Linked DNA regions of Mus musculus: all the other regions are linked to region 1. A link is a contact called in public HiChIP or PLAC-seq and promoter capture Hi-C data. All regions are on one chromosome and are shown on one strand. The core of a region is the stretch at or near the end of the contact, and the rest is flanking DNA. Distances in the headings are between cores, read along the strand shown. Region 1 holds the start of Fendrr (Foxf1 adjacent non-coding developmental regulatory RNA). Region 2 holds the start of 1700018B08Rik (RIKEN cDNA 1700018B08 gene). Region 3 holds the start of Irf8 (interferon regulatory factor 8). Region 4 has its middle 15 kb from the start of Gm33199.

Region 1 (7,850 bases), core at 1,389-3,888:
TCCGTTCTTGCCTGACACAGATTCTTTGCATGGGAAGTATCAGAAAGGTGGGTTTGTTGGCCAGGGCTAGGCCGCTGGCTAGATACACAGGGCCTTTGCTAGAGGCGAAGGAACCCAGATGTTCCCTGGACTTAAGAGAGCCTGGGGTCTGAGTCTTTTTGGTGTGAATGGGGCCTACCTGGTCAGGCTAGGGGCAGCCAGAAAAGAGAAACAAGAAACGAAACTCGACCAGTCTAAACTGGGGACATCAAAACTCTCCTTAGAGAGAGAGAGCAGTTGGTACCCAAAGAATTGGGGCTAATGCTCTAGAAGCAAGATCGGTTCACAGTGGCTGTCATGGCTTGGGTCTGGGGTTGGAGCCCCCTGCACTCACCTTGCAGTTCTGCCGGCCCGTTGTGACTGTTTTGGTGAAGGTATGGCTGCTCCAGGGAGTGCGTGGAGATGCTGCCAGACAGGGGGTTGGCGGCTGGGTTGCAAGGGGACAGAGGCTGTTGCTTGATGTAGGAGGCCCCGCTGTTGAGAGCCGCGGAGGCCGCGGGCGGCCAGGCTGCTGCAGAGCTGGAGTAAACGGCGTGCGGCTCCATGACTCCGCCGGCGCCGGCCGGCAGCAGCGGTGAAGCGGGCACCGAGCTGTCGTGGTGCGGGTACTCCCCGGCCGCAGAGCCACCGCAGCCACCCATGTACGAGTGGCCGCCGTTGGAGGGCAGGTGTGGCACCGAGTGGCTGGGCAAAGCCATGCCGTCCACGTTGCCAGCCAAATGGCCATTCATCATGCCCAAGCCGCCCTCCAGCGCCAGGCTGTTGGGCGCGCACGAGAGGCCTCCGGAGCCCTGGAAGCCGTAGGTGTCGGGGAGGTGGTTGAAGCCCAGCCCGTTCACCATGCTGTACACAGGCTTGAGCGCCTGGCATTTCCTTCGGAAGCCGCGCGGCCGCCGGCGGAACGAGCCCTCCTCGAACATAAACTCGCTAGCCGGATCGATGGTCCAGTAGTGGCCCTTGCCGGGTCGCCCGAGGCCCTTGGGCAGTTTGATGAAGCACTCGTTGAGCGACAGGTTGTGGCGCACGGAGTTCTTCCAGCCCTGGTAGGCGCCGCGGAAGAAGGGGAAGCGCGCCTGAAGAAACTGGTAGATCTCGCTGAGGGTCAGGCGCTTGCTGGGCGAGCTCTGGATAGCCATGACGATGAGCGCGATGTACGAGTAGGGCGGCTTCTCCGGCCGCCGCACGCCGGCGTTGGTCTTCTTGGCCTTGGTGGGGCCCGCCGCCGCGGGGTCCATGGCCTGGCCGCCCGCGCCGCCGCCTCCTCCTGTGCCCCCGCCGTGCGGCGGCTGCTGCTTGTCGGGCGCGGACATCGGGTGGCTGCTGCCGCCGCCGCTGCCGCCGCTGCTCTGCGCTGCCGAGCCGGGAGGAGGAGGAGGAGCAGGAGGGGAGGGAGGGGAGGGGGCTGCGCGGGGCGGCTGCACCTCTGCCGTCACTGCGGCTCCCGAGCGCGCCTCCCCCGCAAGCCCGCCCTCCCCAGGCGCGCTATTCTCCTCCTCCTCCCTGCGGGAGGCCACGCGCATCAGGGGGCCCGGCACCGCCCCCCCCGCCTACTCCCCCCCCCCGCCGGTGCACGCCTTTGCGCCCCCGCAGCCTGCAGTGTCCGATCCCCCGTAGCTATTCAGTGGGCTCAAGCCCCCCAGGTCCCTCCCCACGCGTCCCCAGCCCCCCTCCACCCCCGCTCCCCGGACTGCGAAGCCTGCCCCGCCTCTGCCGACCTGGACCCGGTGTGCCGGTCCCCGCCTCCTAGGCCCGGATGACCGGGCTGGACACGCGCCCGGGACTCCGGTCTTCCCGGCGCGCTGGGCTGCGGCGGTGGCGGAGGCCTTGGGTCGTGACCAGCGCGGGCAGAGAGAGCGATTGGGTTCCCGGCCCCCGGGGCAGGACGGCGTAAGTTCCCGAGAGGGACCGCCTCCCCTCACTCCCCGCCCTGGGAAGCGCTGCGCCGGCGCCCGGCGCTCCTCGGACTCGCCCAACCGCGCTGCAGCCACTGCCCCAGCCGAGCGCGGGCGGGCGGAAAACGAAACCGCAGGCGGCTTAGCGGGCGCTTTGTCTCCAAGCGCTGCAAGCGGGACCCGGAGAGTGGCTTCAGGTCGTGCAGTGCCACGAACCGCACAGGTTCCCTAGCAGGCGGCTTCGTGCACTCATTCATGAAAGCGCGCACACGCGTGCATTAACACGCGCCCGGAGCGCACACACAACGATGCCCCCAAGCGAATCCTCTAATCACCAACTTAGACGCGCAGGCTTGCACCAGTGCGCTCCCCACTCACGTTCCCCAGGGTCCCCCGGGAAGCTGCCACTCTCAGATCTGAATTCACAGAGCAAAGTCTCCTCGGAGCCCCCTCCCCCCACGCTTAACTCTGAAATCCGCTTAGTTGGCCCCGCGGCCCCGTGTCCCCTTTTACAAGCGCAGGTTCTGATTTCCTGAGAGATGGCAAAGTCCGGGGCAGGAAGTTTACAAGGCTCAACGTAAACACGTTCCGGGGGATCCTTTAATAATAAGAGTAGAGAAGCCCGCGGGCGCGGGGGGAGTTGGCCTGATGCCCCTATGGGCTCGGCCTGCCGCCGCCGCGGGGCCTCCGACGCTGCGCGCCAGGCCGGGTTCCGGAAAGCGGGTGGCGCAGGCGGGGAGCGCGTCAGGGAGCGGCCCTGGCTGCGGGGTCGCGGCCTTGGAGAGATGATGCGGGGCGCAGGACGATTCACGATCCCAGGTGGACTTGCGCGCTCGAAACCAGGTGAGTGTGGGCCTTCCGCAGCCCAGACACGCGCGCGCGCGCGCGGGAAGCCCTAGTGGCAGGGCGGGTGACGAAGGGGACCTTTACAGGAGTTGGTGCGAGGGACCTTGGAGCTAGGCGGCTGCGCCCTGGCGCGAGTTGCAAGAAGAGATGTCTGCGGGTCTCCTTCAAAGCCCGCTGGCCTCAAGTTTCTTTGGATTCTCGGTTCCCCATCTTCTCCCCACCCCCACGCCTTCAGCTTTGGTGGTAGGCGCCTTGTCGTCTTCGAGGCGCCTGGCACATCTGTGCGAGGGTCTGGGGGCTTACTGACTTAGGTTGTTGCTCTGTAGCTGCCTCCTTTGGCAGAACCGGGTTCGCAGGAGGCGAGAGTCGCCATCCCGTTCCTTTCTCCAGGACAGACTTTAGAACTCTGTGGTCCAACTAAATTAAAAGGGAGGAAGAAGGGAGGTGGACGCTTATGTGTGGTTATGTGTTCGTGCACATAGACGCTCTAGCAAGCCGGCTTCTGCGCCACACAGTCGGCCTAGACAGCACCCCTCAGCACCATCCACAGACTGGCGTCTGCCTTCTCACGGGACTTAAGTACAGTTAAGGGGCCCCACCCTGGAAGGGCGCACCACATGTAGCCTGCACGCTGCTGGACTGTGCCTTCGCCCACACAGAGCCACAGGATCACAAGAATGGGCCTTGTAGGCCAGAGCGCACCCTTCCACCCCAGGCCACACATTCCCACACCCCCAAGTTTTCTTCTCCCCCCCTTTCTCCTTTCTTTTCCTCTCCATTATTTTCTTTTTATTTACGGTTTGTTTTTTTTTTTTTTCCTCTTACACTGGCAATTGCAGACCTGAGGACTCTGGGCTGTACCTCAGGGAGGGAAGTTCTCAGAAGGGCGCTACATAGCTGGCCTTTAGCGAGAAGTGAGCTGAGGAAGGCGCCCATTTTCCGAGCCGGCACAGGCTGTATTTTGCATGCTGCCCCAGTCCAGCCTTGCCTCTGACCTCAGATCAAGGGTGCCTCCAAATCGAGGGGACGTGAAGCTCTTTTCCAGTTAAAGGATGTGTGCCCATAGGTGACCTCCAGATCTGCCCCCCTTCCCGAACTCCCACAGACCGCTGTCAGAGGCTCTTTAGGGTATTTTGTAGAGAAATTTCCTTTTCAGGGGAGGAAACTGAAGTTTCATTTGCCCTTCAGTCTTCAGGCCTACCTCCTAAGGCTGCCTGTGAGGGGGAGGGTCAGGGGAGCCCAGTTGCCTGAGGCTCAGCCCGAATTCCCACTTTCCACTGAGGAGAGAGATGGAAGTGGGTACCCAAGAGGGTAGGAACCCTGAAAGCCTATAGCTTGGATGACCCTCTACAGTTATAAAGCAATGAGGGTTGGGGGGAGTTGCCTATGTGTCTCGAAACAGCTCGCAGACACTTTGAGATCTCTCTGAATCCCACATTTTTAAAGAGGAGAAACGGAGGTTCAGTCATAGGGCTCTATCAGTGGCTTCCCTTGCTGGACGAGTCTCCTGGCCCCATAAACTATCTCCAACCGATGCTTTTATAAAGTGTCAACTGAAACTGGGGCGGGAGGGGGTGGGAGGAAGCCAAGCTCTTGGTCATTTTGTGTAACTAGGATGAGACTGACTTCAGGAGCAGGGTCATCATGCCTCCCTCCTAAGAGGCCGCGGGGACCGCTTCCCCCCCCCCCCCCCATATTTCAGTGTAGGATCACTCACAAGTCTGGATGGTCCCAGCCTAGACCATTTTGTATGGAGCCAAGTTTCTCCCTTTAAACGCGGCTCCAACTAAAGCACCCACTTCTTACGGTTGTGGCAGCAGTGAGCTGGGACGAATGTCACACAAAAGTCCCCCGGGGGAGCAGCCTCAGGGAGGCAGGGCCCTGGATCCATAGGGTGATACCTGCTCTCAGCTGAAAATCCACAAGACTCCCTCCGCATCTCAAATCAAATCCCTGCGCTTAGCACTGGCTCCAGGAATGCCCGCATTTCGGGGAGGACGCCCCCCACTCCGGGGCCCCAGGTATCTGCGCTGGTTAATTGCTTAAGTGAAGCCGCCGGCCGAAAGCGCGCCCGGCGAAACCCGAGCGCGGAACCAGATCCTGCTTCGGCCGTCCGGCCGCGGGCGCCGCCGACCACCCACAGCGAGGCCGGCCGCCCTGCTGCAGGTTAGCAAGGGCCGACCCCACGCGAGACTGCGCATCCCCGACATCCAGAGGGAGCGCGGGGGACGCGCCGAAGTGCAGGGATGGAGAGGGGAGGGAACGTGATACGGACAATTCAGCCTTTGGGTACCAGAATTCAGAGTGCCACTTGCCCGATGAGGTAACTGTGGGCAAAGTGCACGGTGGGACAGGCACCACGGACTGCCAAGGGAACTGTAGAGCGAGGGAGATGTAGAGGGGTGAATGGATAGCAAACGAATACCATGCCTTAAGCCCTGGAGGACCTGGGGCTGGTGTGGTGGCTTCATGTGCAATCAGTGTTTGAAGATTCTAACTGGGCAGGACTCTCCTTCAGTCTATCCACCGGCCTGGTTGGTAGATTGCCCAACTAACGTGTGTACAGAAAGGTGAGGTGATCGGTAATCCCAGCATTCCCGAGGTGGAGTCGGGAGGAGCTGAAGTTCAAGGTCATCCTTGAGTTTAGCAAATTCAGGGCCAGCCTTGGATATCTGAGATCCCTGTCCCCCAGATTAAAAAGCAAACAAACGTGAAGGACACGCCCTGTATATGCACGAGCAACGCGGGATTGTGAGGTGTAATTACCTGCAGAGCGGGACTGCTTTATGCACAGTGGAGGAATGTGGACAGGACTGTGTGTTACAGGCGGAATGTTCTGAAGTGTTCTAAATATGTGCCCAGAAGGTAGAAGAGCGTAACTCTACAGGCCTCAGGAAAAACGGCGGCCTTGAGAGCGCTGTGGGCGGGTTTCTGTCAGGGGTGTAGGATGGGGTACCCTTGAAACAAGGCTTGAGGCAGCTACTTGTATTGGGGTGCACTTTAAAGTAAGGAAGGGCTGGGTGTTCTGCTTAGCCAAAGTGGGGGGGGGGACTTGCTGTCAGTGAAAGGAGGTGAGGGGAGCAGAGGGACGGTCACTGTCAGCATCTAAAACCTGTATCTCCGACAGACAGCCACTTAACCCAGAACAGGTTAATAATTTAGTTAAAAAAATAAACTAATAAATTGTGCTGTGGATGTGGCACAATTGGCAAAAACCCAAACAAACAACAGGTGTACAAAACAAAATCTTCCAAACAAAAACCAAAAAAGTCACTTGTCAAGCGTGCACAGAGCCCTGGGTTCCACACCAGAACCAGATAAATCAGGCTTGTTACAAGCCTGTAATCCTGTCGCTTGGGAAGTAGAGACAGGAGGATCAGAAATTCAAGGCCCTTCTGAGCTACACATTGAGTTTAAGGGTGGCCTGGGCTCCGGGACGCTGTCTAAACAAGTAAATAAGAGGGTCAGCACTCAGTGCCAAAGAAGCCTGAACTTGCTTCTTCCCAGTGGCCCTTATATCCCAAAGCGTCATTTTCCATGACGTCCTTCAGTGAAATATTTGATGGTACTACAGTCCCGGAATTTACAGCTCTTCCCAAAGAGACAGTCCGGAGCAGTTCCCGGATCCTGCTACTCCAGGATGGGTAGGTTCCTGGGCAGCTTTCTCCCCCCACTTCAGACACCCCAAACTATCTGCAAACATTTTAATTCTAGCTGCCTGAGCAATTGTACTTAGATAGAGAGAAGGGTGTGTGTGTGTGTGTGTGTGTGTGTGTGTCAGAGCCAGAAAGAGACTGAGCCACCAGAGAGAATTTCTGGGGAGCAGGGAGATGCTCATCACCACAGAGAGGTGAGGATACAGGAGGAGTTTGGGGAGGGGGATCCCAGAGAAATCAGGACTGAAGTGGAGAGGAAGCAGCGTGAGCTTCGAAAACAAGCCACCAGGAAAACACAACGCGTATTATGTGTCAAGGGCCAGTTATTTTTATTTTTATGTTGTTCATGTTTAGGAGAGATCCAGTAAGACAGAGCCCACACAGCACGCACACAGTCATCAGGAACACCCCGAGGGGAAGCGATTCGAGTCATCCAGAGAGGCTGCAGCCATGAGCTGAAACGGCCCCCCGGAAACCAGTTCAGGTTTGTTTCTTGAAAATCAGCAATTTGTAGCCAGCAGCCTGCTGGTGTGCAGGGCTCAGTACCCGGGTGGCTGCAGCGAGCAGCCTCGTTACAGCACGCTCAGCAGCTAGCCCCAGTAGCACCTTTAGAGGACATGGAAAAGCGGGGAGACTGCTTTAGCAGAGAGAAACAAAGTCCACCCAGCCTAGGAGGCCGGCAAGAGAGGAGGGAGCTCACCTGTCAGCTTCCAGCAAAAGACCCAGGCTTGGCTGAAAAAATAGGGGTGGCACCCTCTTTGCACACCTCCTGCCATCTACGATGTGCTCTATATATATATATATATATATATATATATATATATATATATATATATAGTATTGTGTGTATGTATGCACACACACGCGCGCGCGCGCGCGCACACACACACACACACACACACACACACACACACACACATCCACATCCCCTCTCTCCTTTTATGTCCTAGCCAGGTTAGAAGGATTATATTTATACTCATGGTCAGACCTGCTTTGGTGCATCCAGGTCACAAGAATTCAGGGAATCAGAGAGGAAAGGAGTTTGGAACATAGCTGGCACCTGCAATCCAGAAGGCTGAGGCAGAAGGATCTCCATGAATTTGAGGAAGAAAAGAAAATTGGGATGGGAAGTCCGTGTGTGGGGGTGGGGGTTCATGCTCTGGATGAGGACAGGAAAGGGGGTGGGGAGGCTCTCAATGGAAAGGGAGGACCAGGTGGAAGCAGAGTAAGGCCTCCTCCTCCTCCTTCTCCTCCTCCTTGCATCGAGGCTTGAAGCCCAGGGTGAGAACCTTCAGTGTGAGTATGCTGCAGGATGGGGCTCTGCAGAGGGAAAAAGTGTGTGTGTGTGTGTGTGTGCATGCGCAAGTGTGTGTGTGTGTATGTTCACGTGCCTGTGAATGTTTGTGAGCTCCTATGC
Region 2 (7,850 bases), core at 3,784-6,283, 460 kb before region 1:
ACACACAATACACACACACTCACCTAACATTTTATGTGTGTGTTTTGCTTGCACATGTGCATCATACACATATGCCCAGTGCCTGAAGAATTCAGAAGATGTGAAGATATCAGGTCCCCTGGCACTGGAGTTACAGATAACTTTGAGCTGCCACATGGGGACTGGGACCTGGATCTGTTTTGTAAGAGCAGCTGGGCTCTTAGCTGCAGAGCTAACCTCTCCAACTCCTATATGAGCTAAAGAGATCCTTTGGTTTTTCCACATAAGGATGAAGGATCAGGGTGATTTGTTAGAGCTTGTGTCCTTGTCCCCATCCAGTGCCCTTCCCCCCCCAGGGACAATGGCAGTGTGGTGGAGGGCAATAGTGCTGTTCTAGGACAGAAATGGGTACATGTTCAGTCAGGCATCCACAGCGAAGATGGCAGCTTTGAGAACTCAGATGTCTGTCTGGTCTCAGCAAAGCCCAGAGGGCCCCAGCCCAGCTACCTTGAGGGCATGGGCAGGCAGAGCAATGTTTATGAATCACTGTTGCACTATGGGATGCTGGAAGAGGTGCAGTATTATGTTTATGTAAAATATAAGAACAAAACAGCTCCATTTGGTCACTTCACACTTAAGCTTCTTGCTCTACAAGCATGGAAGTCTTGAGTTCAAAACTCCAACACCCAAGTGCCGGGAATGCCAGGATTGGGGAGGCAGAAACAGGAGGGTTGCTTCCTGGGGCCCTCTGACTAGTGAGTGGGCTCAACAAAATCACTAACTTAAGTAGTGTGGAGGGTCAGGAAGGTGCTCAGTGGATAAGGAGCTTGTGCAGCCAGGAGACCTGGGTTCTGGTTCCTAGAGTCCATATTAAAACAAAACCCAGATGCCATGGTTTGAGTCTGATCCAGGCATTCCATCTGATGGGTCTGATGTGAGGTGAAGACAGGAGAATCGGCCAGAAGCTCACATGTGCAGCGAGGGGAAGAACCCACTCAGCGAAGGTGGTGTCTGACTGACCGCAGGTTGGTTGTGACACATTTTTTAAAAAGATTTATTTATTTAATGTGAGTACACTGTAGCTGTCCTCAGACACTCTGGAAGAGGGCGTCAGATCTTGTTACAGATGGTTGTGAGCCATAATGTGGTTGCTGGAATTTGAACTCAGGACCTTCAGAAGAATAGTTTGTGCTCTTAACCGCTGAGCCATCTTACCAGCCCTGTGACACACATTTTTAAAATAGCCTTTAAAAAAAAATTTTTTTTTTTTTAAAAGTGGAGAGTGAAGCCGGGCGTGGTGGCACACGCCTTTAATCCCAGCACTCGGGAGGCAGAGGCAGGCAGGTTTCTGAGTTCGAGGCCAGCCCGGTCTACAGAGTGAGTTCCAGGACAGCCAGGGCTACACAGAGAAATTCTGTCTCGAAAAAAAAAAAAAAGTGGAGAGCAATTGAGGACACTCAGTGTCAACCTCAGGACTTCACAGATGTGTATAGCTATGCATACACAACACACACACACACAGATATGCAACCTATGAAACTTAAAAAGCATGCAGTTAACGCCCGCTCCTGCTTTGTGGCCACCATTGGGCTTCTGCCCTCCCCCAGGGTGGCACCCTGCTTCAGACATATCTGAGGTGCAGTGGCCTCCTGTCAGAATGAGAAATTGGGGTCCAGATGGGAAGGTGCGGTGCGACTAGTGATGGACTGGTATGTCTCCACACAGGTCTCTGAGACAGTTTCATTTTCACAGGGGTGGGGGTGACACCAGGCAGGTGCCTACCTCTGAGGTCCAGCTCCAGACCTGAAATACTTTAAAGCAAATATCAGGTGGTTTCGCCAGACTTTCCCTTTCCTTTCCAGCCTTTTCTCATCCTGTGGGAAACAGCAGCCAGCCAGCTGTGAGGGCAGGGGTGGATGCTTTCTGGAACTGAGATTACACATGGGGGAGCTGGCATTACAGATGGGGGCTCATGGAGGGGTCATGATCTGGCACTGATGTAGTCTACCTCCTACGTTAGCTCTCCCATCTACAGGCACCGTCTGTCAATCTGACCATTCCTTTTAAAGAGGTTGTGGTGTGACCTCTAGTGGGCGCTCCGGGTTACTGCAGTCCACAATACCTTAGCAAAGAGGACTCTTGTGGCTTCAAAGCCCACTGGGGCACAAGGCGGTGTGGGAACCTCTGGGGAAGCCGCTACACCGTGAGGGTCTTCTCCATCCTCTTCCACTGGGGAAGATCTCTTCCTTATCCTGCTTCACCTTGATCTGGAAAGGAAGGTGCAACATGTGGCTTAGCTGTCACCTCCTGCCTGGTAACCTGGTGTGTTTGTCGCAATCCTCCAAGTAGTGGGCTCTTAGAAGTTCCCTGGAAGGGGCTCTGGCCAGGGGAGAGGCCTCCATGCAGCCCCATCCTTAGTGCTAGAGACATTTAGAAAAAGATGAGTCTGTCCAAGCAAGTTTTGATTTTTGTTTTTTTTTTTGGTTTTTTGAGACAGGGTTTCTCTGTGTAGCCCTGGCTGTCCTGGAACTCACTCTATAGACCAGGCTGGCCTCGAACTCAGAAATCCGCCTGCCTCTGCCTCCCGAGTGCTGGGATCAAAGGTGTGCACCACTGTGCCCGGCTACCACTGCCTTTCAAGTTTGGCTGTGTGTAACCACTTCTGCCCCGGTAGAAATGGTTTTATTTACAGGCTGTACTGGGGACTGAACCCAGGACATTGCAGAGGCTGGGCAAGATGCTGGAGGTATTGTCTCCAGTGACTGCATGGGACTTTTTTTTCTTTTCTTTTCTTTTCTTTTCTTTTTTTTTTTTTTTTTTTGAGTTGAGGGACACTTAAGCCCCACAGTGGGGACAGAATGATGTCACCTTTCTCTAAACTGTTTGCGTCTGTGCAAACAGTAGGGAGCTCATTCCATTTCTCGACTTGCTTCCATTACTGCCCCTTTAAGGCTTTTTTCAACTGTTTCCATAGGGAATATACACTCACATACATCACACACACATCACACACTCATACACACACATCACACACTTATACACACATACATGTATCACACACATATCATACACGCATATCACACACACATCACACACACATATCACACATATTACACATCATATATACATCACACTCACACATCATATATACACATCACAATACTCATACACTTACACACACACACACACACGAGAGAGAGACCAAGTCTCTCTAACTAGATGAGTCTGGCTTGAAGCTCCTGCTCCTGTCACTTCAGACTCTCAGGTCTTGGAATCACAACGAGCTGGTCCCACCACACCTGCACATCCTACTCGAATCTAACAGTACACACTGTTAACTGTCTATGTGATTTATCCTGCAGACTTGGGCTTCTCACTTACAGCCGTCTGTCCCATGGCGGTCGTTTCCCTGCTGAGTCTATGTAACTGCCCGTGTCGGGGTTCCCCCGTCCCGCAGCACCTGTCAGTCACACTCCTGCACGGCTCACTGGCTGACTAGTATTCTGGGGGTGGGTGTACCTCAAGCTTCTCCTGCTATGAGATCTTGGGTTATTTGCAGTTGGGCATCCTGTGAATAGCTCTACACACCCTGGCATATCGTTTGTGTGGGTAGGGTCTTCAGAGTACAGCGAGGCACTGTGGGGGGGGGGGGGAGTCACAGCCTCCAGAACCTGCCCAGGGCTGGAGAGATGACTCACTGGTTATGAGCACTACCTGCTCTTGCAGAGGACTTGGGTTTTGTATCCAGAATCCATATGACAGCTCACAGCCATCTTATAACTCCAGTTCCAGGGGCTTCTGTGCCTTCTTCTGGCACTGTGGGTGCCGTGTGGATGTGCCACACTAACATATATTCAGGCAAACACACATACACAGAAATACTTCAACAACAACAAAAACCAACCCTGCTTCGATCTGACAGTGGCTGCACCATCTTGCTTTCCCTCCCGCACAGGAAGGAGCATGTCCTCGAAGCTCCTCACTGTCCCCGCCATCCCTCCTTACAGGCCACAGTGGTGCCCACCTCTTAATGGCCAGGGTGGCCTCTTTCTGTATGCACACTGGGATGGTGGCCATGTACGACGGGATGTTTGTTCAAGGTCTCTGCACTGTCCCTGTAGAAGATGCCAGTGGAGAAGTGTGGGAAGGAGAAAGGACACAAGGAGCCACCTGAGTAGGGAACACCTGGGCTGGAGACTGGGGAGGAGTCCACATGGGCTAGTGGCTGGCTGGAGCTAGGCATAGCCCTGCCGTTCTGCGGAGAATGGCTGGTGACAGGCAGAACATTTCGGGCTGAGGGGACAGGAGGCTTCATAGAGGGAGCACATGGCACCGTGGAGCAGCAAGGAGCACCGTCGGGGAAGGAGGCTGAGCTGTAGAGTTGGATGGAGTCTCTCGTGTGTGGCTCTTCAGCGTTATCTACTGCCCCAGGAGCCGTGATAAGGATTGTGGCTCCCTGAGCGTCACAGAAGCCCCCGAAGGGGCTGAGGATATACCTGGATTGCCTTGCTAAGAATGGCCTCCAGGTTGCTAAGATAGCTGCAGTGAGGCCTGCAGATATAGTTTCCTGGCTGTCTAGGTGTGGATGAGGAGCTAGAGAGGGTCAGATGTGGGGCAGAGCTGAGAGAACAGCTGGGGGTTGGGTCTGACTCCACTTGCCTGTGCCCCAGTGAGGCCATGATGCAGCCGATTGCTGCCTGGGGTGGGGGGGCACCAGTCTGTGGCTGATCTCTGGAGCTTGCTGCGTGGAGCTGCTGGATCACTCTGGACACCAGGTCTGGACAGCTGCTCCGGGCTCAACGAAGCATTCTCTGGAGTCCTGTGCTAGGTGGGCCTTTTGAAGACAACCACTCAGAAAGTTTCCACTGAGCCTTCCGCACCCGGAGCCCGGGAGACCTCGTTTCTGTCCACGCCTGCAGCTTCTGGGCCTATGCTGCCCTTCTGGAGCCAGGAGGGGGACAAGGGCTGCCTGAGAGGAATGGCTTGTCCCCGTCATCACTGTGGAGCCTCTGTTCCCAGCATTCCATAGTTCCATTGGAAGGCTGGCTTCCACGGAGTACCATGGTTGTGGGGGACACAGACGGTGCACAGGCAAGTAGGTGGCTGCCTCTCCCACACACTTCAAGGGAGCCCTAGGACCATGGGGAGCAGGCTGACAGGCGTCTGGGGAGTAGCAAGTTATTAGAACCCGTGTGGGCCTCTTCCCTTTCCCGCTCTGATGATAGTGAGGATGATGGTGGTGATGCTGTGTCCCACAGCACACTGGAGGGCAGAGTGAAGAAAGACCAGTCACAACCACTGAAAGAACTGGGACGTGTCACCACTGGAGACAGGGAACAAAGGGATGGCCATGATACCAGCGACCCCAGGAGGAAAAGGTAATGGCCAAGCTGGCTGAGCTGACAGAGTGTCAACCCCCGGGAAGCTCACAATACCACAGTAGGGCAAGACGCTAAGAGCCCTGTAGCAAGGGCACGAGACAAGACATGTAACTGACTCTAGTCGGAGGTGCTGGGGTGACCTTGTCTTAGAACCCTCCAACGTCCAGCCTGACAGACCTGGGAAGTGTCCGCAGGAGGAGGGAATATATGTAGTCTGGTCTATCCTGGAACCAGGCTGGCCTCCAACTCTAAGAGATCCACCTGCTTCTGCCTCTCTGAGTATTGGGACTAAAGGCATATACTGCCCCTGCCTGCCTGATTTTTATTTTATATAATTTTAAAAAGATTTATGTATATGAGTATACTGTCGATGTCTTCAGACCCACCAGAAGAGGGCGTCAGATCGCATGACAGATGGCTGTGAGCCACCAAGTGGTTGCTGGGAATTGAACTCAGGACGTCTGGAAGAGCAGGCAGTGCTCTTAACCCCTGAGCCATCTCTCCAGACCCTTATTTTTTCATCTTGTTTTATTTTATTTTATTTTTGCATTTTGAGTCAGGGTTCCTCAGTAGTCTAGGCTGGCCTGGAAGTCTTGACATCCGTCATGCTCTCAAATGGTCTTCAGGCTCCAGGCTCAGCCTCCTGAATAGCTGGGATCCTCTTTCCTGCAGCTTCGACACCTCAGCTGTGGGCTTGCTGTGCTTTCTAGAATGGCTATGGCAGCCATTCTTCTTTCTCTGTATCCACGGGTGTTTCTTTTTGCTGAGTTGTTTCTTGTTGTTTACTAGCAGGGGCCCGGCACCCCGCTGCACCAGCCGCTACCACAGTGCCTGCCCCAGCCCACCAGGTCTCTGGGCTGTTGCCAGCTGTGGACTGTCGGTCTGTGGCGCGAAGCCGAGGGACTGTGGGGGAGGGGAAGGACCCCTTTGGTGGGTGTTGACTGTCCGCGGGGTGCTGGGAAGAACTTGAGATCCTCTAGGGGCAGACCCCCAAGACAGGAATCCAAAGTCGTCACAGGGACTCAGGAAACAGATGAGAAGGTCGGCCAAGGGGCGGACCCCAGAGTCATGGGGTGGTTTTAGGGATGTGCTCTGGAGTGGTTGCCATGGCAGCACGGAGGCAGGGGCAGGTATCCACACCCCCCATCCTCTGCTAAGGGCAGCCCCTGGAGGGAGCCAAAGTCTGTTCCCTTCACCAGTCCAGGTGGCAGCTTTGTTCCCTCGGTATTTAACTTTGGCAGTTCTATGTAAATTGTGGATTTTAACCCCTGCCTGAAGTATGACTGGATTTTCTCCCGTAACAGCTGTGGGCTGTTTCGGAACAGGCAGTTGAGATGTAAGGGAGTACTCGCCTTCCACTATGTGGGTCCCGGGATCGAACTCAGGTTGTCAGGCTTGGCAGCAGGAGCACTCTCCTGCTAAGCCATCTCACGGGTCCCAAACGCTAAGTCTGGTCTGACCAAAGCCCTGGATGGCAACATTTCTTTTAAGTTACAATTCATGCACGTCTGACCGGCGCGCACATGCGAAGCCCAGGTTCTCCAAGCTGTCACCGTATTTGATAACAAACGGCTTTGAGTAGAGGTGTGTCTCTGATGGTATCTGGGATGCACAGAGTGAATGTATCTGACAGGCTGTGAAGTTCTGGTCCACCAAGCTGTTACTCTACTTGATAACACATGGCTTTGGGGATCCCTGGTGGTATCTGCGACCCAAAGAGGAATTTAGCCCATGGGGACCCCCTTTGGTCCGGTCCTACCTCCCTCTGTCTCTTTACAGGGGATCGGGACCGGGTAGTCCTACGCGCGCACAGATCCATCCACAGAAAATGGTGAGTGTCTTCGGGCTGGTCTCCATGTCCACCCAGGCGACGAGAGGATATGGAGCTCGAGCCAAATGTCCTCTCTGTCCCACTGCTCCCATGAGCCACCTGCGAGTAGCCAATCAGCTGTCAGCTCAGTGCACACCCGAATACGACAGCTCCCGATTGGCTGATCGAGGGCCAATCAGCAGGTCGAGCGGGAAGCTGTTGAGAAGCAGCGCAACCCTCTGGCTTTAGTGAGGACCTTGGAGGCTCTGGTCCGACTGGCTGTATAGCACATGCCCAACACAGTGCATCATGACAGATCAGGTCAGCCCAGAGTCCACACGGGTGACCTCGGAGCTCACCTGTGAGTGCCGGGAGCCCCGAGGCTGCCCAGTCCAGCGGTAGCGCAGTGGCGACCTACTCTTTCCAACCTTGGAAATGTCAGGAGCAGGCCTTCAGGCATGGCTGTATCCAGGTGTGCACGGACTATGGTCCCGGATGTTTCCCCCCCCCCCCCCGGCCCTCTCCTTTCCTTTGCGCAGGTTTCTCTCACAGACCAGGTGACCACCCAGACTTCCTGTGGTAATTAGGGTAACTCCTTCAGCAAAGAAGGAGAACAACTGCTCTCGCTATTCTAGCAGGCAGTTCCAAGGGTTATGACTGTAGTGACCAATCTCAGATCA
Region 3 (7,850 bases), core at 1,660-4,159, 350 kb after region 1:
GAGTGTTAAGGATTCGGTCTGGGAGCTGTGTGTACAGTACCTGCAATCAGAGCCTGTATCCTAGAGGACTCCTCCAACAACACAGGGAGTCCCTCTTACAATCAGCCCTCAGTGAGAACAAAGGGACAGTACAAAGCCAGCTCAGGGACTCCATATCCAGGCCCGCCATCCCCAGACACCTAATGGCACACTTGGACACTCTCGGGTCTGCTTTTCCTACAGCGTGGGGAGAGAGGGCATTTGTGCACAGGGACTTGCAGCCAGCATTTACTAGAACAGCCTGGAAATCCCCAAAGCAGTTGGACAGACGCCCACCCTGAAAACCAGAACACAGCACTTCTAGTCTTCCAACTAAAATGACCTCTTGGGGTAGGGAAAAAAAAAAAAAAAAGAAGTTATCATCAGTGAGAAGTCAAGATATCCCCAAGAACATAGTCACATCCAGAGCCAGCATGTCCCACAAAGTCAGGATTGCTGGAAAGAGGCCTGAGGGTCAGAAACTCCAGGCCGCTTGCAGGTGGTAGTGGGGCCAGGAAAGACGGCAGCAGCCTGAGAGGAGGGAGATGAGGTCTCTCCAGGGCTGGTTTTAGCCACACAGCAGCCCTAACTGCCACCAGTGGGCTTGGAAGGGAGCGAGGGCTAAAGCGGAGTCAGACTCCAGTCAGTTTTGAGTTTTATTTTTGAGGCAGGGTTTTGTATCGCAGGCTGATCTCCAACTCCCTAGTTTGATGAAGATGGCCTTGGACGCCTGATCTTTCTTTCTGCCTCCGTTTCCCCCGTGCTGAGGACTGGACCCAGAGCTTGTGCCTGCTAGGCAAGTGCGGTGCCACCTGAGGCACCTCTCAAGCAAATCATCAAGACGGCTGGGAAACCCTGACCTCAGCAGGGGCTCTTCACCTTGGGAAGCCATTGGCTCCTAAGTCTAAGGACCCTCACAAGAAAGGCAGGAAAGAAAGGTTATCTCAAGAAACCCAGTATTCTAAGACCACTGAGTTCATAAGTGACAAGTCAGAAAGGAATACCTAGGGAGAGAACTGAAATGGCATTGGGTACCCCTAAAACCAAGTAGAGTCCTGGCTCCAACAGCTTGTTCTGGAGAGGAGATAGGAGGCTCTCCTGGTTTGGTAGTGTCTTGTGTGGCCTCTAAGGATGAGGGTGGGGTGGGAGCTGGGGTCAGGGGTCCAGAGTATCTGAGGATGTGTCCATTGAAAGCCTCAACTCAGCTCCTGGAGATAGATTTGTGACCCATACCCCCATGGTCCCTGAGCCTCCTGAAATCTGAAGGGACTTCCCTGGCATGGCTGGAGTTTTTTCCAGAACAGGAATGGCACTTTCTTGTCAGGGATCCTGGGGTACCCAACACCCCAGAACTGTGAAAGACAGATGTCTTGGTGGGTGACAGAGAAAAGGGGTGTTTAAAAGGAAAGGTGAATGGCAGACCATGGAAGCTAGGAGGTTAAAATTCTCTAACCCAGCCTCTTCTACACTCGGAAGGGGGAGAGACTGGGAGGGACCACCATCCCCTGGGCAGGCACAGCACAAACTGCCAGCACCCTGCCAGTGACAGTACACACAGAAGGGATGCTTTCTTTCATTCATTCTGCAGATGAAAGAACACCTGACAGGGTCCGGCTCTCAGCACCTGGACAATCTCCTCTATTGCCTTGGAGGCCAATCTGAGGTCCTAGACAGGCATAGCCTGACTCTCTTACAACTATGGACAATTAATGGTTTATAAACACGCTCACATGATTCTAGCTTCCTCTTCTTGATTTTGAGGCAGCATTCCCTGTGGGCCCAATCCTGCCTACAGCTAACTTACATCTAGAGCAACGTGTCTTAGGTCAGGCTTCTCACAAGGCAGGGGACAGAGGCTCGCCTAACACAGCTGTCAACATCTGCACCAGCCATGTTTGGCGGGGCTCACACCACACCGTAATCCCTTTCATTCAGCCCTGGGCCACAGTCTGACCACCACTGAACGGAAATCCATCACAGACCCATCTCTTTCTGGCCCCAAGCTTCCTCAGGGACACTGAATCGGTCCCAGTTCTTCATGAAGGAGCCTGCCATAACTTAAAGGGACAAACCTAGAACTGTCACGAAACTGCTCTTATCGTTTGACTTTAAAAGAAAAAAACAGGGCCATTGAGCACCTGGGCACCCCCCAAGCTCCGCCTGAAATCCTAACACTCAGAAGAGGTAGGCGGATAACCGGGAGCTCATTGGAATGAGCCTGGGCTACAGAGTGATACCCTGTATCAGAAACAAAACAAAAACAAACAAAACAGTGATCTACCATTTTAAGATTCTAGTGAATGGTTTCTATTAGTTTCTACCCCCTGAACGCCCTTCCCGGCTGTGGGTAAGTAATCTTTCTCACCAGGGGAAAAGTCTGCCCCTATAGCCTGGGGCCAAGCTCACAGCAAATCTGGTCTTGAGAGCTGTGTGGGACCCACACGGAAGACTTTCCTTCCGGGGCCAGCTGGGCCACTGGACAATCAGAGAAGTCCAGCGCCACTGGGCAATCAGATTGCCACTAGTCAGAATCAAAGCCAGTCGGTCCCTGGGCGAGCCCAGTCGCGAGCTTTGGATAGTTCATGCATGGAAGCCGGGCTGCCGCGCGGTGATTGGCAGATCTATTTCTCTTCATTATGAAGTTGGCCATCAGGCAGATTTTAAAGGGAGAGGTGTTTGTTCATTTGGTTGGGTTTTGTTGTTGTTGTTGTTGTTGGTTGTTGTTGTTGTTTTTGGAGAGCAGCCAGAGCAAGCACCTGCTAACGTGCTGTGCACTCCGTTTGGGCGAAGGTGGGAGAGCCACAGCCCCGGCCCCCGCGCCCACCCCATCGCGTCCTACCTGCCGCCGGTTCCCACGCTGCCCGCGCCTCCGGGACCGCCCGCGGGCTCCTGGAGGCCCGTACGCGCGCGCCTGCTTTTATAGATGGGGCGGGGGAGAAGGCGGGTCCCGCGCGCAGAGCGACGGTCGCGCGAGCTAATTGAGGAGCGGGAGGGGCGCTGGCGCGGCCCAATCAGCGCAGCCTGCCAAATCCGCCTTCTCTGAAGCGCTCTCTTTCCGAGAAATCACTTTTGCACGTCCCCGACCCCGTGGAGTCCTTTTCTCTCTTTACTCCGGGGGCGGCGGGGGAGGGGGCTGCCCCAAAAATGGCCGGGGGGCTGGGGCGTCTGCCTAAGGTCAAGGAGGCTGGTGATGCACGGATCATCCTCGGGGTGTCGTTCAGGTTTGGAGAGCCTCTGTCCCGGGCACGTGTCCAGGGGCACCCTGAGTGTCAGCTGCTCAGGCTGGAGTTTCAGAGCAAAGACCAGTCCCAGAGCTGCGTGCTGGGTGACAGCCACTTGCAGCGCGCCCTCCTGGATGGAGGATGACCGCCTGAAATTGCGCAGGAAATCTGGGAAACCAGGGGAGTCGCGAGCGCTGAGGCTGGGATGCCCCCAGGAAGGCTACGCATTATCGGTTCCCTTGTGTCCCCCAGTGATGTCAGGAGCCCGGTCGAGCCTGTTCCCAACCTGAGTAGGATGTGGGAGCGGGGAGCCTTAGGTGAGGGTCGAGAGGGACTTTCGTTGCAGGCTGCCCAATTACACACCTGCGGCCACGCTTACAGGACTCTCACCCGTCTGGCTTTTAAAATACTTAGGAAAACGTTGGAGCCGCGACAAGAATTTTTGATTGGTCCACAAATACAAGAAGTATACGGCTAGGTTTCAAATAAATACGAATTCAAATAAGGATTTTCCAAACAGAACCTTCTAACTCTAGTTTATCCTGATGAGCATTGTGGTATACCTGAAAGGCACTTAAGACATTACCGGGTATTAGTTCAATGATAAATACCATCCAACAGTCAAAAGCCAAGTGGAGTTCCCTGGAGCCAAGGAATTTCAAATGAAAACTACTTTTCAAAGCTCATTTGTTTTATTACTATTATTATTGGGTTTATTGTTTGTTTTCCAAGACAGGGTTTCCCTGTAGCCCTGGCTGTCCCCGAACTAGACCAGGCTGGCCTCAAATTCACAGAGATCTGCTAGCCTCTGCCTCCCAAGGGCTGGGATTAAAGGTGTGTGCCACCATAGTCCAGCTCAAATTCTTTAATAGTAATATGGGAGTGTTTTAATAAGTGTTTGCTGTGAAGGGCAGAGTCCAGAAGTCAGACACGCTCAGATTACTACAACAGACTCCTGTGTGCATTTATACCCCTTTCATTTCCCAAATAGGCACCTTATAAGCGTATGCAGATTTTCCTACTTACAAATATCAAAGGCACAGAACAGATCCCAAATGTCCACCCAGTGTGCCTGCCTCTTAGCTAAAGGTAGAGAGAGATTAGGGACACCAGCCCTAGCTTCTGGTCCTAGCAGCAGGTGTCTCTGTACACACTAGAAGACACCAGCCCAGCCTGCCTGACAACTGTCCTGAAGCCATATACATCGGGGTGTGAGTGGGGTCTATTTTTTTCTAACTGTTTTCCTAGAAGTCTGAAATAGCTCCACTCAGGACCTAAGAGAACCCAAGCCACCTACAATGGGCACTGACTCACAGCTGAATATTGATGGGGTCTTTGAGGGTGAAGCTATGAAGGTGGTGTCTCATGTGAGCCACGTGTACATTTCCCACACGCCAGCGATAGCCACTCAGGAGAGATTCAGTGTAGGATCTCCTGGCATAAGTCATATGTCGGGGGTGGAGCTAGGTCACATCACTGCATAAGAGAAGAGGCATGTGCAGGGCTTAACTAAGGAGAAGAGGCCCCGAAGTGTTCTAGAGAGTCCATCACCACCTCCCAGCCTCTCCAGAGGAGGCAATTAAACATGTCCTCCAGACCCAGTGTACTGACTGGTTCTCTGGGACAACCTGACACAACCTGGAGTTATCACAGAGAAAAGAGCCTCCCTTGAGGAAATGCCTCCATGAGATCCAGCTGTAAGGCATTTTCTCAATTAGTGATCAAGGGTGGGAGGGCCCAGACCATGGTGGGTGGTGCCATCCCTGGGCTGGTACTCCTGGGTTCTATATGAAAGCAGGCTGAGCAAGCCAGGGGAAGCAAGCCAGTAAGTAGCATCCCCCCGTGGCCTCGGCATCAGCTCCTGCTTCCTGACCTGCTTGAGTTCCAATCCTGACTTCCTTTGGTGATAAGCAACAATGTGGACGTGTAAGCTGAATAAACCCTTTCCTCCCCAACTTGCTTCTTGGCCATGATGTTTTGTGCAGGAATAGAGACCCTGACTAAGACACCCAGAGAGCACACCCCCACCCAGAGAGACCAGGCTGCTGTTGCTGTGACCCAGGCTTTTTCTGAGGTTCCTTGCTATGGGTACTGTCACCAAATCTCTGTCCCTGTCTCACTCTCTCTGTCCCTGTCCCTCTGTCCCTGTCCCCTTTCTCTCTCTCTCTCTCTCTCTCTCTCTCTCTCTCTCTCTCTCACACACACACACACACACACACCTTCCTGTCACCTAAAAACTGCCTCCTCTCCACTCACTGTGTATGGCCACTAGAACAAAGACAGGCACTCCTCACCCACTTGTGTCAGCAGGTCCTTCTGAGGAGAATCGGTGCTCAGAGAGGCCATGTCCAGGGAAATCCTTGGCTTGTGAGCTCGTTCATCTCCAAAGCCAGCAAATGTGCATTCATGTCCCTGGCTCTTCTCTACAACCTCCCTGGTCCACTAAGGCAGCGGTTCTCAACCTGTAGGTCGGGACCCCTTTCACAGAGTTGCCTAAGACCGTCTGCATATCAGATATTTACATTATGATCCATATCAGTAGCAAAATTACAGTTATGAGGTAGCAGCAAAATAATGTCATGGTCTGGGTCAGCACAGCAGGAGGAACTGGGTTAAAAGGCCACAGCATTGGGAAGGTTGAGGGCCACTGCACTAAGGGTTTCGTGGCTGTACTGGGTTCAGCTGGATGACCCAGAGTCGTTGCTCTAGTCAACGTCAGATGAGGAGTATCAGTCCCTGACATCATTCTTGGTTCTGTGGATTTTGACTTGGACATCTTTGGGGAGCCATTGTTCTCCTACCACCTCCTTCTCCTCAAGATCCAGCTTCTGACCTCTTTCCTATGCCGGCCTTCATGGACCTTAATTTTAAAAAACCCAGATTCCAGCCACACTGATATCTTTTAAAAATTACATTTCATGCTTTAATTTTTTTAAATTTATTCTAAATCTGTGTGCATGTGTGTGTGTATATGTATGTATATGTGTGCGTGCATGTGTGTATGTGTGTATATGTGTATGTCTGTATACTCATGTGCATGTGTGTATGTATGTGAGTGTGTAGTCCAACTTACTCCTCTTTGTTCGTGATCAAAGTCCCCTGTGTCCTACTGAAGCAAGCTTTGCCAACCCCTTTCCTGTGTAGGGAGGTTGCTCCCCAGTGAGCATGTTACCCTCTATGTGTGCCCCCCCCCAAAAAAAACCCTGCATTTTTCAAAGCCTTTCTCATCTATGCAGGTCTACCACCTGCAGTCTGATGGGGTTCCCAGCACACACACATTCATACGCACACTCACATGCACACACATACCCGCATATGCACAGCACACATGCACAGAAGCACACGCACATATACACACATGCACACTCACACACACACATATATACATGCACACTCACACACACACACAATAAATAAAACTGATAAAAGTGTGAATTGGTTGTGAGCCTAGCCTTTAACGGCTGAGCCATCTCTCCAGGGGCTGGTGAGATGGCTCAGTGGGTAAGAGCACCCGACTGCTCTTCCGAAGGTCCGGAGTTCAAATCCCAGCAACCACATGGTGGCTCACAACCATCTGTAACAAGATCTGACGCCCTCTTCTGGAGTGTCTGAAGACAGCTACAGTGTACTTACATATAATAAATAAATAAATCTTTAAAAAAAAAAAAAGTGTGAATTGGTATTCTGAGTAGTGGGAGGAGCCAAGGCTGGAGAGACACCAAGTGGTCTAGAAAGAGCAGCTAAACCAGAGGTGGGCGGGGCAACACCTGGGATCCCAGCACTAGGATTGGCTAAACCAGAGGAGGGCGAGGCAGCACCTGGGATTCCAGAACCCGGATTGGCTAGGCCAAGGTGGCGGGGCAAGCCTGTGATCCTCGCACTGGGAGTTAACTTTTAGCCTGGGGAACACATTGAGCCTCTGTCTCAAAAAGAAAAAGAAAGGACTTCTACTCAGAACACTTTGTAAAATTCCTGTGAGTCAATAAGAGAAGACAAACGACAAACTGAGCTGTAGTACAGCTCCGCGGTAGAGGCCATGTTTAACCCAAGCAGGGGCGCTGAGTTCCGAAGCCGGCACCGTGAAAGAAGAAAAACCAGCGCGTGCTGGTTCCTCCCGTCCCAAGAAGAATCACTTCTGTCTGGTCAAATCCCAGAAGCCACTTCGTATGTGTTTGAACACTACCTCCTCGGAGCACGATGCAGAGACAGCTGTGGCTCACAAGAGCATCTGGGCTATTAGAGTACTAATCCTGTAACCCTGGCAACAAAGGCCAGAGTCTGAAGACTTCATAGCCACTGTCTGTCTCTAGCGCAGCCTCTGTGCATCCGTGGGTTATCCCTCTAGCCCAAGCAAGTGTTCAGGGTTTCTGCCCCACCCCCGAAATTATTTATTTGCACAAAGCTGACCAACTATGGGGGTCATTAACGATCTCAAAATATCTTTGTGAGGAAAAGGACACAAAACAAATGCCAACTCTGAGTTGGTCCCTCTTAGGAGTATCGGCATTAAGTAGGCTTAACTTACCAAGCCCTGAGTGCACAGACTTGTCTCCAGCAAGCAAGCTGAAAGAGGAGGAGAGAGGGAAAGACTGACAGAGTAAGGAGAAGGAG
Region 4 (7,850 bases), core at 3,474-5,973, 280 kb after region 1:
GTCTCCAAGCCAGATGTCTTCCCCTTGATCCCCTCTCCATTTTCACCTGGCCACCTTGCTGTGGGCTGGTGCTGAGGTGTCATCGTGGGAAATTCATAATCTTGTGGAGCCCAGGAAGGGGGAGAGAGAGCAAGCTACAGGGTCAAGTTATCCCCTTCAAGGGCCACCATGTCCTGCCCCCTCTATTGTGGGTTGACCCACAATGACGTCAGTAACCCCCCCCCCCATCCAATCATATCACCAAAGTCCCACTCACTGGACAGAAGACCTCCAACAAGGGAGTCTTTGGAGGCTCAGAGCCAAAACAACAAATCATGACAAGGAATCCAAAGAAGTCTGAGGGGGCTCCCAGCTAAGCAGAAGAGAATAGGGCCCACACAGGGTGCACATATATTTGCACACGCATCCCACACACAGGAAGCAGAGCCCTGGCGAATTCTCACACTCACACCTCTGAAACCCTGGCTTCCCTAGGCAGCTTGGGATGAGGTCAAGAGGAGGCAGTGGGGGTGGGAGACAGGCTGGGACTAAGGCCAAATCTTTAACCCCAGCAGAGCCACTGGTCCAGGAAACCCAGACTGTGGTAGCTGGAGTTCTATGGACAGCCCGGTCTGTGGTATCTCTCATGCCTTCTGCCTCTCCTGGGTTGCCTCTAAAGACCTTTGGGATTCTCCAGTCTGTGGGTGGGGCTCTTTTCATCCTAGTGGTCACATTGACAGCTTTCCCAGCAAGGATCCCTGGAGAGTAGGGCGCTGCCAGGGAATGGAAGGGGAGCCATGGCCCTCCAATCCTCTCCTTTGAGAGCCTCGGGGTTCTCAGGCTTTCGCTTTAGGCCATGGCACTGCCCATAGCCTGGGGACCACACTGCTGACTCCCTATAAGGCAGAGCCCCAACCCTACCCACACTTTCTCCACTTCCTGCCCAAGCACAACCTGTGCACTCCCCAAATCTTAAACCAGCCACAAGGGGATGTCATGGGGCCCTGAAGGAGTCAACGGAGCCTTGGGCCCCAGGGCCTGAGACTCCACCATGGAGATGGTCAGTAGAAGGAGTCACAACAACCCAGACACAGTGAAAATGACTTGGGGTGAAGTGAGTTTCCCATCTGAGAGAAGGTGCTCTGTGCCCCAGCAAGGTGGACTTCAAGCAAAGTGAACGGCCAGAGTCAGAATGTCCCATGGTCAGAGGTGCCTTTCCAGAAAGACCTTGCAGTCCTCAATGTGTGAGCACCTGCCACACACTCCAGTGAAGCCTGCTTGACAGGCTGAGAAGCCTAGAAGCACTCACGAGGCAAAGAGTTTCATGGAAACTCACCTCCTGGAGCTTTGGCGTTCTCATTAACCCGTATACTCATACCCTATCCCCACATTAGTCTGGTGTATGGATCCACGTGCTCTCTTTTAGTATTATCTTATTATAAGTGCCTTTTAAGATTGAATTCTGACATAGCCAGAGCCTTCACCAGTGTTCCAAGGTTCCAAAAGCCGAGCTTGGAATCCAGCAGGAATGCAGTAAGGAAGTTACCTATTCAGTAACTAATTAACCATTACAAAAGACAGAGCCAGCAGCTCAGAGCTGGTCTGCAAAGTATTTACTAAGGACAGTAGCAAATCTCACCCAAACAAGGGAATACCATAATGGAGCTAGGGAATCCCACTGAGACAGGGATCTTCTCTACAGCCAGGTATAGCAAGCTTCATATTAGAAGCAAGTTGATGAATTCTTCTGAAGACCCAGGAAATAGGGGGGTTGTGGTATTGCAGTATTCATGAAAAGGTCTACTAGTGCAGAACCCCTGGTGGTGGGCTTAACAATAGACTAGCTTTACACCTGGCTCCCTTCTTAGTGGCAGTGGCCTGGTCCCCGCCTTCTTTTGATGTATACATTCCTTTTGTATTGCGGTGGATTGTATCTTGTCTGGTTTCTTGCTATTCTGCTGTATAAAAAGTTTGATGCTCGACCTGAAAAAATACATTCAGATTCTACACAACCTCCTGTGTGCATCTGTCTGTCATTCCCGCCAACTTCTTGCCCATCTGCACCCAGAGACTCGTTCCACGCAGACAAAGGGACCCAGAGGGTCTGCGGCAAGCACCCAACTGTAACATCAAAATACACAAAGCCAAAATGGATGACACTGGGAAAAGAAACAGGTGAGCCTACAGTCATGAATAGAAATCCTCTCCCCAGGAAAAATGGAGACACTACCCAGGAAACAGCCCGCCATTGTTCATCCACCACTGTGTATGTCAGTCTGTGGAGCAGTCTGTCCCCCCAGCAGCCTGACGCTCCCACCTCCAGTTCCCCAGGACCTTCGCCAAGACAGAAGCACTCCAGGCCCAACAGACTTCAGCAAACTCCAAACTAGCAAAGAAAACGTTCATCACACCTCATGTCTATTGGTATTCTGTCTGGACTTCACCCCACGGTTACCTGGCAGCAGCCAAGTAGGCCTGGCCCTATAAAAGGGGCCACTTGCCCCCTCCTCTTACTCTCTTACTCCTGTTTCTCTTCCTTGCCTCTTGCCCCTTGCTCTCCCTCTCTCCCCACTCACCTTCCCCCTCTCCCCACTTGACCACAGCCAGCCTCTACTTCTCTACTCTCTCTCTCTCTCTCTCTCTCTCTCTCTCTCTCTCTCTCTCTGCCTCTACTACCCTCTTAACTCCCCTCCCCATGCCTGAATAAAGTCTATTCTATATTATACCACCATGTGCCTGGTCCCTCAGGAGGAAGAGATGCCTTGGCATGGGCCAGCCAAGGCACCCCCTTCCCCCACACCCCACCAGAACATATTCTTATAGTTCTTTCTCTTTTTATGAGCACAGTAACATCAGGAGCCAGGAAGCAATCCACTATCCTGACAAGTTACACACAGAAGATGTTCTGCAGAGCCACCGCTGGGTGTCAAGGACCCTCTGAGGCTGAAGGTCTTGGTCCCTCAATTGTGTGAATGCTAGTGGGTGGAGGGCATCTGAGGCCGCAGCACTGCAAGGCGTTTGAAATCTGAAAGCCTGCCTGGAGGCTCCTGTGAATTCAGGCTCAGTCTCCCGTTCCACATCTAGGACAGGTCTATCTGATGCTGCTTTGTTTTCTGGTTGTTTACCCTCAGACAAGTCACTCACACTCACTGAGCCTCAGTCTTCTCCTGTGAAAAGGAAGGTGCTAGTATGAACCCCCAAATGCCTACAGTTAAGTGAGAATCTTGTGTGCTGCCTGTAAGGTTGGAGGGGCAGGGTCCTTTCCTTTTCCCTTCCAGATGGATAAGGCCTCTAAGAGTCACTGAGAGGACTGAGGGGGAAGTGGAGCCATAAAGTCCCCTCCTCCATCCAAACCCCAGGATATGTGACCCTTACCCGGTCAAAGCAGCAGCTGATGAATGAGCCCCCAGCCCCACCCCAGGCAGCCTCAGCAGGACTCAGGCAGTCCCGCCTGGGCCAAATGGTGACCTGTCTTTCTAAAGAAAGATGCTTATCTCTCTCCATCAGGAGACCCTAGGTAGCACAGGCAGACAGGACCCTCCTGCTGCCCCGAAAGGTGATCAGAGCCCACCCAGGCCTGTGTGCCAACGAGGGCAGTAAGAGACAGAGCCCTCACTTCAAACTGTTGCCTCAGGAGTCTCTGATGGGAAGACAAGGTTGAGCCTCTCAGATGAAAGACCTATACACACCTGGAAGGTTCCAAGAGAATCTGAAGCAAAGCGCCTGCAAAATGGCCAAATGATTCATGATAGAGTCTCGGGATCCAGCTGCGAGGACTGGGGTTTCCGGAGACTCCTGGTCTGGCACTGTCTTCTCTCACTGCTGACAACAGCTGGCTACCAAGGAAACCAAGGCAGAGCCCAGAGGCAGCCTGAAGGTGCCCAATGAGAAAGCCCATCTCTTGCTCACCTCAGCCCACAGCAGCCTCTTGCCTCCACCTCTACCTTCCCACCCAAACCCACAGCAAGGAGCCCACCCATTTGTCAATCTTCCTGTGACTCAGATCTGACCCCTTGAGCTGCCAGAAGGAAGCAGGGCTGCAGCGTGGGGTAGTGGCCAGGGGGACTGTCGTGGGAGCTTCTCTTTGCAAGCAATCCATAGGTCACCCCCTCTCTTCCCAGGCAGCACCAACTTGGCTCCACCTGGCGTGAAACTTGGCACAGGAGACCCACAGGGTACACGCAGCTTGGTGGTCATTTGCTCTGAGCTCAGCTGGTGGGCACACTGGCCATGGCCTGTGGCGTCATAGCTGGATCGCACTCCTACGAATGCCTTTGACATCAGGCAGCTTCCAACTCCCATCTACGTGAGCCTTGTCGCTGTAAGCCCTGTCCCTTCTAGTTTGGAGGTGACTAGCTGGTTACGTTCCATTCCTTCCCAAGTCCCCAGGATCTGCCCACTTTCTAGTCTAACCCATCAATAGTGCAAATGAGAGCACAGAGTCTCAGGAAAGGAGAGAGACCAGCCCATGGTCACACAAGAGCACAAATCTTCAGACCCTAACCCATCCACTGCTCTTTCTCTCACTGGAACCTGCGGGGAGCCGCCGTGGCCTGAGAACCGCGCCACCACCTTGGAGGTTAAGACGTGTATTTGCAGATGGCGCGTCAGAGCATCTGAAGCAAGATAGTTGTGGCAGGACCTTGGCATCGGCATTTTAGACACACTGAGGTTGTTTGCTGGGTTCACTCCGACAGTGCAGTCTGAGGCCATGCTGGTAATTCCGTCTCTGCTCACTAGATGGAGCCAGAGCCCCGGCGACCGAGACCTAGAAGACCCTCGTTCAGGTTGGGGGGAGGACGGGTCAGCTGAAGGTAGAAGAGGGGTTCAGTGGGGGAGGGAGGGAGCACACACCCGGGTTCTAGCTCTATGCTACCATCCACTGTGCCCCCACGGAGCGCTCAGTCTCCGTGACCCAGGGTTCTCATCCGGAAGGCACAGCAGTTACACCCCAGAGGCATTTGAGCCCAGACCTCAGCCTCTGCACTGTACATTAGCATTGTTAGACCTGAGTCTGTCTTCAGCACGAGGCAATGGAAGGCTGTCATATGACTCACAAGCTCTGCTGTCTCTCAAGTTTGTGACATACAAACCAATCTTGTGCCTGTAGGTGAGGCTTAGAGCTGGGGCCCGCTTTCTCAGTGGTCCGTAGAAGAGATACACATGCTGTTGCTGCATTTTAAGACCCCAGCACGCCCGCCCCGTCTTGGAATGTCCCACGCTATGAGCTGGAGACCCTCTGGAGGCTCGTTTCAGGTGGGCTAGCCTCTACCAATTGCAGCTGAAGGTGTTCCATCAGCCTTTGACCTTTGGTGGCTGAGGAAAGACACTCTCAAGCTAGGGTCAGACCAGGGTGGTGGCTGGTGCTGGAGCTCTGAGAAGGCACAGCCTTGCTCTGGGGGTGAGGTGAGAGGCGAGAGGAAGGAAACAGATGGGGCAGTGAACTCCCTGGGGTGTCAGTGTTCTCAGAAGCCCAGAGTGTGGTGGTGGTGGTGATGGTGATGATGGGGGTGATGGTGATGATGGTGATGATGTTGGTAATGGGGATGATGGGGATGATGGTGGTATAGAAGTGATGGTGATGATGGGGTGATGATGGGGGTATGGGGATGATGTGATGGGAATGGCTCCATCTTCTCCATACAGATTACATAATGATGCCCAGAGCATCCTTGCCAAGGCTGCTTGTCAATGCTGTGTTCATTCAGGGACTCGACTTCCCCAGCACACCTCTGGCATGCCACACCCTGCCTGCTGCCTGCCTCCCAGAGCATCTGCACAAACATCCAGACAGCCAGGCATGATCTGGGTGGAGCCCACATGTTTAGCTGCTATTGCCCTTTCCTGACTGCATAGTATTCCCTCATGCGACTGCACAGTGGGACATAGTGTCTTTTTGATGGACATCTGTGTTGTTTCTGGAGTTCGGTGACTGCTGCCAGGCTAAGCAGCTATGAGCCGTTGTATGCGGATCTTGTGGGAAGCACAAACCCTCTTTTCTGTGAAGCAGAGTTGCTAGTGCCCAGTGTGTGTGATGTATAATGACTTTACATTTGTCAAGGGAGCCCTGCTCCTTAGCAGTGGGTTTCAGGACCAATCAAAGGAGGTCAGATAGGACAAAGAGTGGTGTAGCCCAGGATGGCATCCTCCTGTCTCAGTGCTGTGATGTAACACCATGACCAAAGCAACTTGGGTAGGAAAGGGTTTGTTTAGTTTATGTTTGCACATCACAGTTCATCATCGAAGGACATCAAGCAGGGCAGGAACCTAGAGGCAGGAGCTGATGCAGAGGCAGTGCTGTTGGGGGAGGGGCGTTGGGGACCTCTGAGTGGCTTGCTCAGTCTGTGAGGCCGAATGTCTTCGTGGCCTTCACTATACACCAGAATCCTAGAGAAGTGGGCTCTGATGCCAGAGAAAGTGTGGGCGTCCTAACAAGGTGCAAGTGAGTAGGCAAAGAGCAAACTCTTCCTTCTCCCGAGTTCTCGTTCAGGCTTCCAGCAGAAACTATGGCCCTTCCCCAAGGTCTGGATTAGAAGTGGATCTTCCTACTTCAAATTAACCAAAAAGGGAAAAACCCTCGCTGGTGTGCCCTCCATTTTTGAATTCTAGATGATTCCAGATGTGGTCAGGTTGGCTACCCAGACTAGACATCACACTCTGCCCTCAACGGCGAGGTCTATAGGCACAAGATATGTGCCACCCCACCCTTTTCTAGAGCTGGTTATGGTAACACACCTGGACCCCTCACCGTAATTCCTGTTTTCGTGCCAGCTGCACTCATGGAAGGCCTCACACACATGGTCTCGGGCCTCAGACTTGGAGAGAAGCAGAGGAAGTGGGCAAGGGCAGGCGGGGAGTCATGAAGCATGCTGGGATGGCAGACACTTGGCCACAAGGAGGTTGGCAAAGAAGAGGGCACTTGTGTCAGGCACAGTGACCAACTGTAGCACTCTACGGTAGTGAGTGCCGAGGCACAGCCTCACAGGCTCAGTGAATATCTTCCTGCTTCACTGCAGAACAGTCCAGAAACACAGTCACTGGCCAGCAGAAGCTGCCTGTGAGAGTGATCTCAAGGATGGAAAGTAGAGAAGAGGTGAGAGACATGTCACACACACAGAGGTGAATGTCAGTCACACACAGCGCAAAGTGAATGTCACACACACCACAGAGAAACACCACTCTGCCGGCGGCCAGGGTCTGAGCCGAGGCTCTGTCCTCGAAGCTTCGGAGGCTGTGAGGAACAAGGGCTCCTCAGGACCTGGGTTCAGAGGGTGATGGAGCAGTTGGAAGGTCTCAGCAGAGACCCTGCAAGGTGAGATTGAGGAGTAGACAGACACAGAGGATACAGTTCAGATACGGCACCCACGTGGGCCAGGGGTAGAATTGACAGAGAAGATGCAAAGGATGCTGGGAGCTCTACAATACACATTACCTGCTGTGTGTCTCCATGTCACAAAAAAACAAACAAATACCTCCATACTCTGGTATGAATGTCGTCTGCAGCTGGGACATAAAATGAGAAGGAAGAGGACCAGGAGGTGGACATACACAAGTGCATTCTGGGAGAGACCTCCAGCATCACTCTGTCCACCCCCTCATCTTAAAATGGGAAACCAGAATCGAAGGGCTCTTGTATTGACAGCCACCAGCAACAGACCCAGTCCCTCTGTCTGGTCCCAGTCTGATGGCATCTGTCCAGTGGTAAAATCAGGCTTCTCACTGTGCCCAGTGACACCCACCCCACACCGTCATTTTCCTCTCGCTTGCTGTGTAAAATTAACTGGGCCATGAGTTTCAGAAAAGCACACCTGTTGCCTCCTTCAGTGGCAAGAAAAAGAAACCAGCAGGGACTTTCCTGCCAGCCGGCCCGG

What was found. Promoter capture Hi-C pulls out the DNA fragments that hold promoters and counts their contacts. HiChIP or PLAC-seq counts read pairs in DNA pulled down with a chosen protein or histone mark.
Region 2: a contact with region 1 is called in an H3K4me3 HiChIP or PLAC-seq map of neural tube, with 7 times the contacts expected there. The contact joins the promoter of 1700018B08Rik here to the promoter of Fendrr in region 1. A contact is called at or near these places in 6 of 39 promoter capture datasets (cranial neural crest, embryonic stem cells, frontonasal cranial neural crest and 2 more), 1 of 484 Hi-C or Micro-C datasets (nephron progenitors), 8 of 115 datasets of contacts at active chromatin or transcription factors (craniofacial prominence, embryonic basal ganglia, embryonic forebrain and 3 more) and 1 of 9 other capture datasets (liver).
Region 3: a contact with region 1 is called in a promoter capture Hi-C map of embryonic stem cells, with 4 times the contacts expected there. The contact joins the promoter of Irf8 here to the promoter of Fendrr in region 1. A contact is called at or near these places in 18 of 39 promoter capture datasets (3T3-L1-derived adipocytes, the HPC-7 cell line, the SN4741 cell line and 11 more), 1 of 15 datasets of contacts at CTCF or cohesin (large pre-B cells), 7 of 484 Hi-C or Micro-C datasets (cardiomyocytes, cortical neurons, embryonic stem cells and 2 more), 10 of 115 datasets of contacts at active chromatin or transcription factors (astrocytes, embryonic forebrain, embryonic hindbrain and 5 more) and 2 of 9 other capture datasets (adipose tissue and embryonic stem cells).
Region 4: an H3K4me3 HiChIP or PLAC-seq map of fetal liver shows a contact between it and region 1, with 7 times the contacts expected there. The contact joins the enhancer-like site here to the promoter of Fendrr in region 1. A contact is called at or near these places in 8 of 39 promoter capture datasets (the C10 cell line, the HPC-7 cell line, embryonic stem cells and 4 more), 4 of 15 datasets of contacts at CTCF or cohesin (the NIH/3T3 cell line, embryonic stem cells, large pre-B cells and 1 more), 95 of 484 Hi-C or Micro-C datasets (the 63-12 cell line, B cells, the C2C12 cell line and 60 more), 23 of 115 datasets of contacts at active chromatin or transcription factors (Th17 cells, acute myeloid leukemia, bone marrow-derived dendritic cells and 17 more) and 4 of 9 other capture datasets (adipose tissue, embryonic trunk, liver and 1 more).

The regions. Positions count from the first base shown.
Region 1 is chr8:121,077,898-121,085,747 of GRCm38.p6, reverse strand. Fendrr (Foxf1 adjacent non-coding developmental regulatory RNA) reads left to right here and starts at 2,638. Exons shown (of 6, transcript NR_045471.2): 1 at 2,638-2,774. Foxf1 (forkhead box F1) reads right to left here and starts at 1,362. Exons shown (of 2, transcript NM_010426.2): 1 at 374-1,362. The coding sequence starts at 1,349.
Region 2 is chr8:121,541,511-121,549,360 of GRCm38.p6, reverse strand. It overlaps 1700018B08Rik (RIKEN cDNA 1700018B08 gene), which reads left to right and starts at 5,033. Exons shown (of 9, transcript NM_001382232.1): 1 at 5,033-5,070; 2 at 5,205-5,357; 3 at 7,140-7,191. The coding sequence starts at 5,324. 1700030M09Rik (RIKEN cDNA 1700030M09 gene) reads right to left here and starts at 4,973. Exons shown (of 3, transcript NR_045903.1): 1 at 4,639-4,973; 2 at 4,004-4,094; 3 at 1,709-2,246.
Region 3 is chr8:120,731,417-120,739,266 of GRCm38.p6, reverse strand. Irf8 (interferon regulatory factor 8) reads right to left here and starts at 2,909. Exons shown (of 9, transcript NM_008320.4): 1 at 2,858-2,909.
Region 4 is chr8:120,797,569-120,805,418 of GRCm38.p6, reverse strand. No RefSeq gene overlaps it. Among named protein-coding and RNA genes, the nearest start is that of Gm33199, 15 kb to the right of the region's middle. Within about 2 kb of position 4,723, at least 16 of the 459 cell types and tissues checked have an H3K27ac peak or open chromatin away from gene starts, as enhancers often do. A contact at or near this core is called in the 63-12 cell line, B cells, CD8 T cells and 3 more, where this site is marked.